Linked DNA regions of Mus musculus: all the other regions are linked to region 3. A link is a contact called in public promoter capture Hi-C data. All regions are on one chromosome and are shown on one strand. The core of a region is the stretch at or near the end of the contact, and the rest is flanking DNA. Distances in the headings are between cores, read along the strand shown. Region 1 holds the start of E230029C05Rik (RIKEN cDNA E230029C05 gene). Region 2 holds the start of Ccdc83 (coiled-coil domain containing 83). Region 3 holds the start of Rab30 (RAB30, member RAS oncogene family).

What was found. Promoter capture Hi-C pulls out the DNA fragments that hold promoters and counts their contacts.
Region 1: a promoter capture Hi-C map of liver shows a contact between it and region 3, with 7 times the contacts expected there. The contact joins the promoter of E230029C05Rik here to the promoter of Rab30 in region 3. A contact is called at or near these places in 3 of 39 promoter capture datasets (embryonic stem cells, liver and pre-B cells).
Region 2: a promoter capture Hi-C map of liver shows a contact between it and region 3, with 4 times the contacts expected there. The contact joins the promoter of Ccdc83 here to the promoter of Rab30 in region 3. A contact is called at or near these places in 1 of 39 promoter capture datasets (liver) and 1 of 9 other capture datasets (liver).

What each region holds. Positions count from the first base shown.
Region 1 is chr7:90,025,870-90,030,533 of GRCm38.p6, reverse strand. It overlaps E230029C05Rik (RIKEN cDNA E230029C05 gene), which reads right to left and starts at 1,375. Exons shown (of 6, transcript NR_110365.1): 1 at 1,307-1,375.
Region 2 is chr7:90,263,356-90,267,870 of GRCm38.p6, reverse strand. It overlaps Ccdc83 (coiled-coil domain containing 83), which reads left to right and starts at 2,439. Exons shown (of 11, transcript NM_183293.1): 1 at 2,439-2,547.
Region 3 is chr7:92,739,605-92,744,140 of GRCm38.p6, reverse strand. Rab30 (RAB30, member RAS oncogene family) reads right to left here and starts at 2,427. Exons shown (of 5, transcript NM_029494.2): 1 at 2,299-2,427. It overlaps 4632427E13Rik (RIKEN cDNA 4632427E13 gene), which reads left to right and starts at 2,682. Exons shown (of 2, transcript NR_015510.1): 1 at 2,682-3,079; 2 at 3,165-3,435.

The DNA of each region.
Region 1 (4,664 bases), core at 126-2,625, 2.7 Mb after region 3:
TTTTAGCTGTATGTGTATACTCAGAACCTGCACTTAAATAATAGCCCAGCCAGGGACTGCTAATATGATCTCCCTAAGACCTGATTCCTCAAAGATAAAACAGGAATGAAAAATATTCGCCTCCCAGAGCCACTGTGGGGATTAACTGGGGAGAGTTCCTGGTACTGCCAGCATGTTGGCCACTTGCAGGCTGAGGCAGTTCACATAATCTGCGGGGTGGGGGATGATTCTCTTCCCCACTTTGGCGAGAGGTTTGATGAAGCGGCAGAGGAGTTACAGAAAGAAAATGTCTTCCAGGAAAGCAGAGTCCCAGAGGATGTGCCAAAAATGCAAGACTATTGTAGAGAAGGAGAAGCAGACAGAGGTTTCGTGAGCAATGAGACCCCCTCAACACCGTCCCCAGAGGTAGAACTGAGAGCCCCACTCCTGGGTTGAAGCGATGCTTTTCAATCCTACGAGACTGATTACAAAAACAGCTGCCCCGGCTCCAGGAAGGTTGTCTCTGCTCTTTATAAGGAAAAGATGACGTGCCCAGATGCTGGCCAGGGCAGGCCCCCTTTTCCATCAGGATCTCGGAAAGGTTGAGAACGGAATGTCCACTAAGCAGACATTGTCACACGCTGTCCCTACAACATCTGAGATATGTGCAGGACAGAAGATTGAGGGGCACGGGTGGGGAGCAGCTCCCTGCCCTGTCTGAATAATAAACACAATATCTGAGGGGAATGTGCCACAGGCTGAAGAAATTTAATAAAGGCCAGATCCAGACATAAACACACTGTGTGGCTTGCAACAGACAGTGAAGTGTGTGCCGTGTGAATTGAGTTCTCCTTTCCGAGAGTCCTTGATATAATTTAGGAGCCGCTTCTTGCCAATAAGCCATGATGCTCCCTGCCACTCTGGCCGTCTGCGTAAATTCTGATCATTTGCTCCTGACCCAGCTATCTACTGAGTACTTCACATCCCAGGCATTGGAGGGAGACGTGGACTCTCTGGTCTCATTCTAAGAAAGGAGAGGAAGTTGCTTTGTAAAAACCCAGGCTCTTCCTTTTGCACATCATTTGTGGGAAAGGGTATCTGCCTCTCTTAGCTGCATATGGAGAAAATAATTTCATGCAGAGAAGCTTGGTTCTGGCGTTTGCCAAGCGCCTCATCCATCTGGGGGCAAGCCCAAGACTGCAAGCCGCGCGGAGCAGCAGAACACGTTGCTATGGTAACTTGGCACCACACACCTTTGATCCTTTATGTCAGCCTCCTTCCCAGTCCCCCAACCCAAACCTGCACATTCCCTTTATAAGCAGCATACCTTCTCAGAAGATGGACAGCTTTTCTTCATTCTTACACAGCCAGTTATAAAGACATGTTATAAGGCACTTGGACAAAGGGGTAGTGCTTCCTTTTAAAGGTCAAGGCTCGGCTGGTTTTACTTCCTGATACACAGCCGTGACTGAGACCCATGTTAGCTTATCTTCTATAGAAGACTTAACTTTCAAATCCCTTTCATACATTAGTGGACTTTATCACCATGCTGTTTTAACCTCAGGCTTAAACAACCCTAAAAGACAAGAAAATGAGCCCATTAAACATTCTGTGCCCAGAAGCACCCATGTAAGGTAGAGCTAATTTTCCTGCTTTGCAAATGGGAAAATAGTATGAAACGGTCAGTGAGCAGTGGCAAGAGGAACGGTGAACGGGTGAGATGGGTCCGTGGATAAAGGTGCTTGCTAAGCCTAATGACCTGAGTTTGATGCTTGGGACCTGCATCATGAACTTCTGAACTTTGTTCTCTGACCTCAACAGGCATGCTATGGCATGCATGCACCTTTGCATACAAATAAATATAAAAATATTTCTTTTGAAAAAGATGAGGAAGCCGGGCGTGGTGGCGCACGCCTTTAATCCCAGCACTCGGGAGGCAGAGGCAGGTGAATCTCTTGAGTTCGAGGCCAGCCTGGTCTACAAAGTGAGTTCCAGGACAGCCAGGGCTATACAGAGAAACCCTGTCTCGAAAAACCAAAAAAAAAAAAAAAAAAAAAGAAAAAGAAAAAGATGAGGAACGGAACCAGGTTTCTGAACTCCAAATTTTATGCACTGCTCTTATATCTCACCTGATGTTCAGTCGCTTTCAGCCTTCATTATTTTACAAATAATAATAATAATAACAATAACAACAATAATAATACAGATGCATTCAAAGCAACAGCCAGGTTGTGTTTTTCTTTCTTCCTTTCTTTCTTCCTTTCTTTTCTGTCTGTGTGTATGTCTGTCTGTCTTTCTTTTTGGTTTGTGAGACAGGGTTTCTCTGTGTAGCCCTGGCTGTCCTAGAACTTGCTTTGTAGACTAGACTAGTCTCAAACTCACAGAGATCTGCCTGACCCTGTACCCCGCATGCTTTGGTTTCTTAAAAATAGCTTTATCAGCCAGGCTTGGTGGCACAAACTCCAGCACCAAGAAAGAAGAGGGCATCTACCCATTGAGCCAGCACTGCTGGGACATGTTGGTAATCCCAGCACTAGGGAGACAGGCAAGAGGATCTCCAAAATTTCCATGTCAGCATGAGTGACATAGTGAGTTTGAGGCAAGCCTGGGTGACTTAGCAAGCCTCTGGCTCAAAAAAAAAAAAAAAAAAAAAAAAAAAATATATATATATATATATATACATATATGTGTGTGTGTGTGTGTGTGTGTGTGTGTGTGTGTATTTTACACCGCTTACAAATGTACAATGCAATGATTTTTAAAGTTTGTAAGGTGAGGAATATACTGGGGTAACTCACATGCTCTGCAGTCTTGCCCACTTGAAGCCTGTGCTCCCATCATTTTCAGCACATCATATCAGAGTTGTACAACTATCACCACAAAAAGAAGCCAAAGATCTTTTAGCTGTTACTCCCAGCCAATTGTCCCATACTCACTTCTATGCCCAACCATAAGCAACCACTAGTACACTTTACATCCCTAAAAATTGTCCCCATTCTGGGCACTTAATATTAATGGGTATATACCTACATACACATAATATATAGTTATGTATTAATATATATTTATGTGTTTATATATAGTATATAATTATATGTTAATATGTATATTGTATGTGTATATGTTTCTTCATGACTGCTTTTTTACTAAACATAATGATGCTTTCAAAGTTCATCCGTGTTCGGATGTGATGCATGTAATATATGTATGAGACATGTCTTACATTTCTCCACTCACTCATCAGTTAGTGGGCGTGTGGGTTGTTATCTTTTATTATGTTTAGAAATATTGCTATGAATGTTTGTATATCGGTTTTTTGTGGAGTTGTAGTTTTCAACTTGCATTTATGCATAGAAATGGCATAGCTGCACCAAATACCATGATGTTTCCCAGGATAATGTCACCATTTTACATCCTACTAAGAAAGCTTACAAATTCCAGTTTCTGCACACTGTTGACAGGATTTGGTGTGATTCCATTTTTTAATTTTTGCTTCATTTTATTTCACAGTTGTATTTCCATGTCCACATGATTATCGGGTTTTTTTGTTTTTTGGGTTTTTTTGGTTACAAAGTGTTCTGAGTCAGTTGGTGTGCCGTTGTTTAATCGTAGCTTTAAAGCTGGGGCTTTGGATACTGTCCAGTTTCAAACTGTTATAAACCATAGGAGCTGAATTATTCCCATTTACTGCTTTCTGCTCTTAGTCTCTTTCCTTGATGTAGGTTCCAAAGCAAACAACGGATACCCAGGTTTGATACGGCTTCTCTGATTACTCTGCACAAAAGTGGTCTGTACTTAAGATGCCACCAGTAGCGTTGGTGCCCGCCTCTATCCCTGGAGCCTCTGTTAACATAAGGCTTTGCCTCCTTATTGTGAGCACTAATAATGCAGGTGTATTGTATAAAAGACCTGTAGGTTGCTTTGATTTGTCTTTCTTTCGCTGTGGGAGACTTACAACATTTAACGGCCATCAGATAGCCCAGTTGAGTCACTGAGCCAAATAATCCAGGAGGTACAGGAAGATCCAGGGATCAAAGGAAAAAAACAGGTGAAGAAGTTGCAAGAGATTCCCTGGGTGCACATGAATGGGTCAGTTCTACTGGATGGCTAGCTGTGGATGAAGAGGGTCTGCTGCGAAGGATGTTGAACTGTCTAGAGACACATCCTTCTCCGACACCTGCTTCATTCGGGTTTTGCTTCTCCCTCCCTGGCCAAACCTTCTCCTTTCCTTTGAGATTTTTCCCATCACTTCCTTCTTTGGCATTGGTATTCTTTAGAATTCCATTCCTGACTTCTTAATATTTCGACATCCTCTGTGATCCTGCTCTTTCTGAGGAAGTACTGATTCTAGGGAAATTCCAGACGCTTTCATATATTTATCTCAAGCTCAGAATTTCCTCCCTGAGACCCAGTTCCAACTATCTAATTTACTGAACATCTCCACAGGAACTCCTCTGGGTACTTCAAGTCCAGTGTTTCCCCTTAGGCCTCCCTTTTTTTTTTTTTTTTTCCATATGCTCTGCCTTTATGATGACAGCAATGTGGGCCCCATCTCTTCAAGCCAGAAAATCATTCCAAACTCTCCCTTACACCAAATGTCCCTAACGGTATATGGGTTCTTCTCCAAAGCCTACTATATGAGTTTTATTTGTGTTTTCATTAACTGAAGCATGCATTAGAGTTGT
Region 2 (4,515 bases), core at 1,190-3,689, 2.5 Mb after region 3:
TTTGTTTTTGTTTGGTTTTTTTTTTTTTTTTTTTTTTTTTCTGAGACAGGGTTTCTCTGTGTAGCCTTGGCTGTCCTGGAACTCATGTAGGCAGCCGATGCCTAAAAGATGGCACCGGTTTCCAGTACACCATGGCCATAAACACCCTTACTGCGCCTGCACTAGTCACCACTTGGTGCCAACCCCTCCCGAGCAGGTGAATGCTAATGAAGTGTCGACAGGCCGACCAATCCCAGGAGGACACATAGCCCTCGCCAGTGCTCGGGTGTATATAAGCAGTCCTCCCTGGGTTCCCGGGGTCCCCGTAGCAGCATCGAGGCGTTCCTGCAATAGAGGCTGTTGAGAAGAATCCGACCGTGTTGTGTCTTCCTTGCTGGCTGAGGTGGGCGCGACAACTCACTCTTTAGACCAGGCTGGCCTTGAACTCAGAAATTCGCCTTCCTCTGCCTCCCAAGTGCTGGGATTAAAGGTGTGTGCCACAACACCCAGCTTAGTTCCTCCTGTTGGCTCACCTGCTCTTCTGTTTGGTTTTCTATAACAAAGTCTTCAATGTAGCCCAGGATGACAGCGCTCTCTCTCTCTCTCTCTTAACTAGCTCCCTCAGTTCCCTTCCTTCATTAGGTCACTAATATAATAGTAATGTATTAACCTTTTAAAAATTATAACCTAGAGCCCCACCAGCCAAGAGCATGAGCTGGCCCCACCCCTTGTCTGCTATGCAGTGGCGTAGGTGAGGAGAGATGCACCCCCATCACCTGTAGCAGGTGGGAGAGCTGACCCTGCCCCTTGCTGGCTGTGGCATTGGGTGAGCTCGCTGAAGCAGTGCTGGAGAGCTGGCCCTGATGGTGTGGGTTTCCGGACGCTGGTGAGTTCACCAACTCAGCTACCAGTCAGACCCAGATCTTCCTATGTAGCCCAGGCTGACCTTAAACGCCTCATCCTCAATCTAACCCAACAGCTTTCCCATCGCTATATGGATGGGGTGACCAGCCCTGCTGACCCGAAGCTGCAGGTTCTTCATGACACAGGGCAACAACAGGATATCTAAGAGGAGTCCCAGTAAGGACCCAGTATTGATAGTGTAGCAAAAGCCAGTAGCCTCCAACCAGACCAACGACTCGTTGCAAGTAAAGATGTATAACACGCTGTGATACACTACAGCTTCCACTAGGCATTTTTGGAGGGCAGGTGGCTTGTTTGTTTGTTGTTGTTGTTTTGTGTGGTTGGTTGGTTCGTTTGGGTTTTCGAGATGGGGTTTCTCTGTATAGCCCTGGCTGTCCTGGAACTCAGAAATCCACCTGCCTCTGCCTCCTAAGTGCTGGGATTAAAGACATGCACCACCACTGCCCGGCCTGATTTTTTTTTCAATTGTAATTTTTTTGTTGTTGTTATCTTGTGTGGTGGGAGGTTACAAAGGCCAAGGATGAGTATGAATGGATGGGGAAATGAGAGGGATTGGGGTGCATAATGTAAAATTCACAAAGAACCAAAAAAGGTTTTTAAAAATTCCTTACTATGTTTTAATCTATTTTTTAAGCCAACTAGATCACTTGGAAGTGAGTCGGAGGCCTAAAAGAGCCTGGCTTCTGACTTCCCAGGCCAAAAAAAGAAAATTACTGGAGTGTAATGAGAGAAATGGGAGGCTTTAATAGACTGCCTTCAGGATGAGGCTGAACTGCACTATATTGCTTTGTTAAACGCTTAAAAGTAAAATGAGAAGACAGATGCAAAGACTTCAGTGCCTCAAGTTGCCCTGTGAGCACTTGAAGAGTTAAACCAAGCTGACAAACGCAGACAGAAAAGCAGAGCACCTCTGTCACAGGAGTTCTGCCCCTTCCCACACCCGGGGAGTTGTTTTGAAATCACAGAGGAGTCATTTTATATCAGCAAATATAAGCTTGCAATGACCCGAGCGAGGCATGCGCACAAAGCTGGAGTCCTATTTACATACACCACCTTCCAAGCACAGAGAATTCGAAAAGAGGAGAGAGAGGCCTTGGGGGAAAAGAAGAAAGGACTGGACCACTGCCCTAACCTCTGCATGCACTCCCTCACCCGCACTATTCCTCATATGCCCGCCAGGTGGCGCGCGCGAATCGCCATGGTGCCTAAACCAGAATGGGATAGTAGATGAAGATGCCAGTCGCTTTGAAAACAGCGGGAAGTGACCCGGATGGGGTTGGAAGGGAGGGAGGGAGAGTGCTTTGGGCTATTTGTACTTGAGAACCACCAGCCCACAACCCGGAATTCTCACCTGAAAACGCTGGAGACGATACTGGGAGAAAGCTAACATCCTTGTGTGACCTCTGACTTCTTCAGTCTGCCCCCAAAACTTTATAGGAACCCTCCCCCACTACAGCGGACACGCCCTCCTCTTGATTTGCCCTGACACGAGATGGGCCTGGGGTCGCGCCCTCTGGTTTTTCCCTCGGAGCGTTGTTCCTGAGCGGTTAAGAACTGTTGAGAAGGGTTCTCCAAGCCGTGCCCCTCTTTCACCACTCTGGAGACAGGGATACCTGCCTGGTTTTAGCCGCCCTAAACTTAAAGGTTTGTAACCTTCAGGGTGTCCTAGCGCAGTCTCTTAACTCAGTAGATGCCCAGCCCTCTGATGCAGTAGTCCCCCTTTATCAGTTTCAGGTACCTGAGGATCTTTGTGATGGATGGGCTTAAGGGGTGGGTATTAAATGGAAAATGCCTGAAATAAGCATTTTTGTTTAAGTAACGTTTGTCATATCTGATAACTGTTCTATTCCAGTATTATTAATCTTTAATTTATACTAAGTTTTGTTACAGGTTTATAGGTACACAGTACGGAAGGGGGCGGAGGCTGTGATGGCATCTATAATGATTGGTAGTATCCCAAGACTCAAGCATCCCTTTGGTGTCTTGGAGTCCCAACCTCACAGAATAAGTAGACCTTTGTGTTGCTGTCTACCACTCCACAATTTCCTCAAAGCTTTATGAATACTCTTAACAGTTCTGAAACGAGATGGAAAAGATGGAGAAAGAAACTGGGGGTCAGACAGGACCAAAACCTGTGCTGAACTGACTTAGTGGGGAATCAGAGGTTCCACTTCTCCTTCCTTCTCCTAGTGTCCCCAGTGGTTCCCAAGCTGAGGAAAGCTTGATACCTCCAAAAGATGTGTGACAATGTCATTCATCTACATGTTTCTAAACACATAGATCTCAACAAACGGTTTTAATGGTACTTTTCTAAAATGAATAAGCTTTGCATTTTCACACTATTTGGGACTATGTACATATATATAGTCTATATGAAAAGACGTGTGAAGGATTTTAAAGTAATTTTAGATGGAATTACCACTTGTAAAAGGACTTAAGTAAATCAACTTCATTTTGTTTTAACGCTGGAGTGCATTTCTGATTCTGTTAACAGTGCATTCTAGTGAGACAGAAAACCTTCTCTAGGTCAAAAAGCGTTCCTGGCATAAATGAACACTTGAATTCCAAAGAATTTTGCTGGGATGGGGAGATGACTCAGTGGGGAAATGTGAGCTGTGTGAGTATATAGACCAGGTTCTAGATCCCCAGTGCCCATAGAAACGTTGGGACGGTGGGCATGGTGGAATCGCAGTGTCTGGGAGGCAGAGATGGATCCCAGAACCCACTGACTAGCTGGACTCGCTGAGTTAGCAAGCTATAGGTCCAAGTGTGAGACCTTGCCTCAACATACACTGCAGAGGGCAGTTAAAGAAAACATCCACTGTCGACCTGTACACATGCACCTGCTCCCACACATGTCTACACACATGCAAACACATGCACACCATGCTTACACACACAAGCAAAATAATATTTCTTCTATATATAATTTATTTTTATTTTATATCCTTTGGTGTTTGGCCTGCACAGATGTCTGTCTGAGGGTGTCAGAAGCCATGGAACTGGAGTTACAGAGAGCTGTGAGATGCCACTTGGGTGCTGGGAAGTGAACCCAGGTCCAGTGCTTTCAACCACTGAGCTAATTATTAGCAGCCCTACAAAATAATAATTTCTAAAAAGATAAGATATTGAAACAATTCTCCTTTACGAATTGTTACATTGCATCCACATTGTTAGCCATGAAGTGAGGCCATATATGGGTGTTTGCAGGCAACTCATTCACAACAGTGTGTATTGAACATCCAGGATGTACCCGGGTTATGGGCCAGCATATATTTTTGAATTCACAAAAACATGAGCTTGCTGAAGTTGATGACTTCCCAAATGAACTATAGTTTATTGAGATGAGTACTATGAATATTTTTACATGTGCATGTTGCTTCGCAACCAGTATTATAATGACTTCTGGGCCTTTGAACTGCACCTTACTTAGCCAGGCTCCTGGACGTACCGCACTGTTGCTCCTGTTACTACAGATAGCTTTGAGTTTGGAGCGAACTGCTGACAGAGCCAGAGCTGTCTCTAAAATACCTCCCCCGCCCCACCCTTTTTAATGACAGAGAATTGAAGGGGTATATTAAACATTTCTATTAAGACGTTCTAGCTGGCAAA
Region 3 (4,536 bases), core at 1,178-3,677:
TGCCACCACACCCATGTCTTGGGGAGAGCAGCATAGAACAACAAACTTCTTTCTTCCACAGAGAAGACAAAATGGCAAGGATTCTAACTACCTTCAAAATAAAACGCAGTTTGCCTGCCTGTACTGCTGTTACTCAGCATCAGGTTCAGGGGATCCACTGTTTTCCCACCACTCCCTGGAACAGGGAAGAAACACAAATACTACATGAAGCAGAAGCTACTCAAGACTACTTTGGGAATGACAAGAGCATTTTGTGTAAAGCATTTTGGCTGAACCATGGGACTGAGCAGTGCCATGGAAAGGAAGAGTCCCAGGCCTGCATGTCATTGTCCACATGCTCCCGGGCCCAGGTTATGTCTGCCATGGAAAGCACAATCCCAGCCCTGGGTGGGGGCTCGCTGGTGTCACCCTACCAAGCACAGATTCCAAGGGGGGGGGGGGGTAAAAATACCAGTACCTCTTCAAAGAGGACTCTGAGTAAAGATTCACACATAGCCTACATCCTCTAACTCCAGGGTTCCTTCCAGGACGGCAGGATGAAGGTGTGGAGGGCGGTGTGCAGAGACTGGAAAGTGACTTAGAAAAAGAGATGTGATACTCTCCTGCCACAGGGGAAATCCTCAAAGAGAAAGGGCAGTATTTACTACAAATAGACTAGGGGGAGGGGAAACGGAATCTGAAGAGATGAGAATTGGGTAGGGAAAGAAAGAAGGGCACAGAAGAGAAGGGCAGAGTGCTATTACAGAGCTGTAGGAAGAAGCAAATACAGCGTGCTGGTTTTCCCCCAAATCTAACCACTACCCGCTGCGCTCCCAATAAATCCCTCCACTTACAAAGCTGTCCTTTGCATTCGGTAACATGAAGCATTTAACAAAGTGTCACCCAGCAGCTCCAACTTTGGAGACCTGAGCATCTCAATTAAAAATGAATAAAATTGGTTCCCAGAAGCGAAAGACAGACAGTAAATGACTTTTCCTCTAAAGCTGGCAGAGGCTGTGAAAAAAGCTTTAGCCTTTTGGAGTTAAGCAAATACTCTGGCGGTTCTCCTTCTTTTGACATTCCTAAAGGGGGTGTGGTTGACCCAAAGTCCATTCATTTCCAAGGTTGTATATCTCTCAGCTAAGACTGGCCCCATCTGTTCCGGAGCCAGCCAGCTGTTTATCTCAAAGGAACATATTTATTGCAGCGTTCATCCCTGTAACTCTTAAGAGGAGAGCCAGCATCATACAAGTCAGAATGTTGCCTGCCTTATTAAACGTGTCAGTTCGTTGGAAAACAAAATTCAAACAAACAGCACACTACCACGCTCCCTAGTTTCCCAGGTCAGGTTCTCTGTCCTTGGATACCTTTCATTAAAGTCCAGTAACGGGGTGACACAACATTCAACTTTTCCTTCCCCTAAAGTGTTAAAAAGAAAAAGAACAAGAAAGCACCCAGGTTCCTAATCGATTCCGTCTGCAAACCGTTATTTCTGAGTGGAGACTAAGCCTCAGAAACGGCAGCTTGTTACAGTACCATTGTCAGTGGCAAGAGCCTATCGCGATGTAATTTAAAACACTCACACAAGCACAAATTCTACTTCCAAACCATCCCGAATCCCGCAGTCGGGAGAACACAAAAAAATGAAAACGCTTAACAAAAATGCAGCTTCTAGCAGCCGAAGAGATCCTTCCCTAGACACGTGAAATATTTCTGACTGGCACGGAGTGCACCATTAAAGGACACTGTCACCTCAAATCAGCAGGAAAAGGCGAGACAAACGACACAAACATACAAACATAAAATAAAGCCCTACGAAACTTAAGCGACTCAAGAGAAACCTGCTCATCTTAAAAATAGTGTGTGCTAGTCCAAGCGACACAAATGTTCTCAAGAAGTACGGCCACATTAAATTACTGTCTCCATTTCTCCCCACACATCACCCTTTCCCACTCAAACCTCAGCACTGGGGTCGTGGAATGACAGGACTGCAGTCCCCCACCTTTGCCCTCCTCGTGTTTTCCAAGTGCACTTCCCAACATCCTTCCCAGCCCAGCCCCCTCTCCTAGCCTTAAAAAGGTTAAAGGGAGTTGAAGCAAGGAAATTGGCAGGCACCAGTCCTCTGGCGGGGGCAGGTTGCAGGAGTTGTTCTTTGCAGTGACCCAAATTGCACAGAGCTATTTAGCTCTTAGCAGCGCCGGTGAGAACCTCCCGAATCCATACCCCCATTCCCGGCCCCATCTTCTCAAAAGAAAGCCTTGAGAACTAAGCGGGAGGGATAACTTGGGAAAACGATTTGAATAAATCACTTCAACTCACCTGGTTTGGGATTTTTCTCCCCACCCCAGGCATAAAAAGAAATGATATACGAATGAGTCACGCACGCAAGAGAAGGTGCTGCGGTGTCCTAAGTCCAAGGACTGGAGTCAGTCCCTGCCCTGGTCCTGCTGCTACTCAGGGCTCAGCTGGAGCGAGCGGCAATAGCGAGCCCAGCAGCAGCAGCGGGGGGGCGGGGGGTGGATAGACCGTAGCACAATGAATGCAGTAGGGTTTTGCAATGACATCATCCCTCTGTCCGAGCGGCCCCAATAGCCATGCTCCAGAGCTGTGCACTCTGGGATCTGTAGTCCTTTGAAGTCCGGGAGCGACGTAGAGGCTACAGCTGGAACTACAATACCCAGGATGCTCTGGTCAGAGCGCCCAGAGAAGAACTGGACCGGCCGCCATGTTGGAGCCCTGGAGCTGCGGCGAGCCGAGGTTTCGAGGGGCTCGTGGAGCCGAAAGGTGGCATGGTGAGAATGGTGAGGCTAGGATGTAGAACTTGATAGCCTCGCGCACCGGCTAGGACTGAACGGAGGCTACACTGGGGACCTTCAGGGCTGTCGAGCCAGAAATGCCATCGCGAGTCGGAGTGAACCGCAACCCGCTGGGGTTGCACAAGGCCTCGCCACCCCGGGACACAGGGAGTCGCTTTACTGAGCGTGGAGAAACCCTTAGACTTCCTGGGGAGACTCTCTGGGCAAAATGTGTCTTTGTTGTGGTGTGGGGACTCGGGACGACGGGCCTCGCGCCTGTAAGACGAAAAGCTCGCGTGCACCCTGTGAGTGGAGCTAAACCTAGGTTATTTTTATTTATTTATTTTTTGCCTTGTCATTTTTCTTAATCCCTCATGATCATTTCCTCAGGTGTCAGACCCCTGCTCCCACCACTGAATTTTCGTTCGGTCGTGAATTGCAAAGGGCCTCAAAGAAATCCTTTGCTAGATAATGTGATCGCGAAGGGTTGTGGAGCTTGGCCCTGAAACTGACAAAGGAAGGATCTACCAAAAGAAGTTAGCACCTAACCTTTCTTACCCCACCAGCGAACGTAAACGACATTGAAAAGGGACTGCAAGTGAGCAGTCTTTCTCGACTAACGCTAAATGAACTGTGCTAAAATACTGCGTATATTCGAAGTTGATAACTGTGGAAAACTTCCCTTTTCTTTTGTTACCTATATTGTGCAAAATAATGTGTTTTGTTGTGACATCTTCGTGCAGATAACGTTAGTTAACACATCATCCCCTTCCCTTAACCACTTGGTACCCTTACCGATGAAAATACATTCAGAATACTTAAAGAACTTTTGAGCCTATTTGCTCAGCATCTCAACACCTTTTCTCCAGTAACTCAAACAGTACTGTGTGTTTGTTTTTCAGGTTCTGAAGTTCACTATAGAAAGATGCCAAAAGACCTACTGAGGGTCTCTGAAAAGTTAAAAATGCTGATATGCGTAATTTGAGTGTTTTATTTTTCCCCTCCTGAGCTTTTCGAAGGAGATGGCTAGCTCGGTGGTGAGGATTCCCACAGCACAGTCAAGACCCTGGATTGTATCCCTAGCACTGGTCTGTTTGCATCAGTGAAAATATATACGGTGCCTCTGTTAGAAATTAATAAAGTTCCAGTAGGTCTTCCTTTCAAAAAGCTAGGCAGGCTGCTTTTTAAATTTCCAAAACACAACAGGAACCTTCAAAGATATATGGAGATGATGGTACTTAAAAAGGACGTTTTTTCAAAGATTGGCTTGTGGTGTGAGAAGCAGCCACAGAAGTGGCAGATGCCATTCTTGTGGATTCAGCAACGTGAAGCCTCAGAAATACTACGCTCTTCTGCTTGTAATGTTGGTAAGTACCAGAAGGAACCAATAGCTACCATTTTCTTTCTGTCCTTTGATGGAAATGTAGAAATGGTTCAAGCTAATGAATCTTTGTTTATATGAGCAGTAACCTTCGTTTGAGTTATGTGGAAGACTGATTTATTGAAAGAAAATAACAGGATGGGTGAAAATAGTGTGGAAAATGGGGGTGATATAATGTAATGGCTTCTATAATTTGTACGTGATTGAGTACTTTGAAGTATTTTAGCCTTCTCTATAGTGGGTAGTCAACCATAAATGCATGGAAAAAATATCAGTGTCTTTAGAAAGACTAAAAATTAAGTCTCAACTTTCACAGGAAAAAAATTCCATATTTAGAAAGTTAAGGGAAAACATTTTACCAGAAAAAAAAAAAAGTATCTT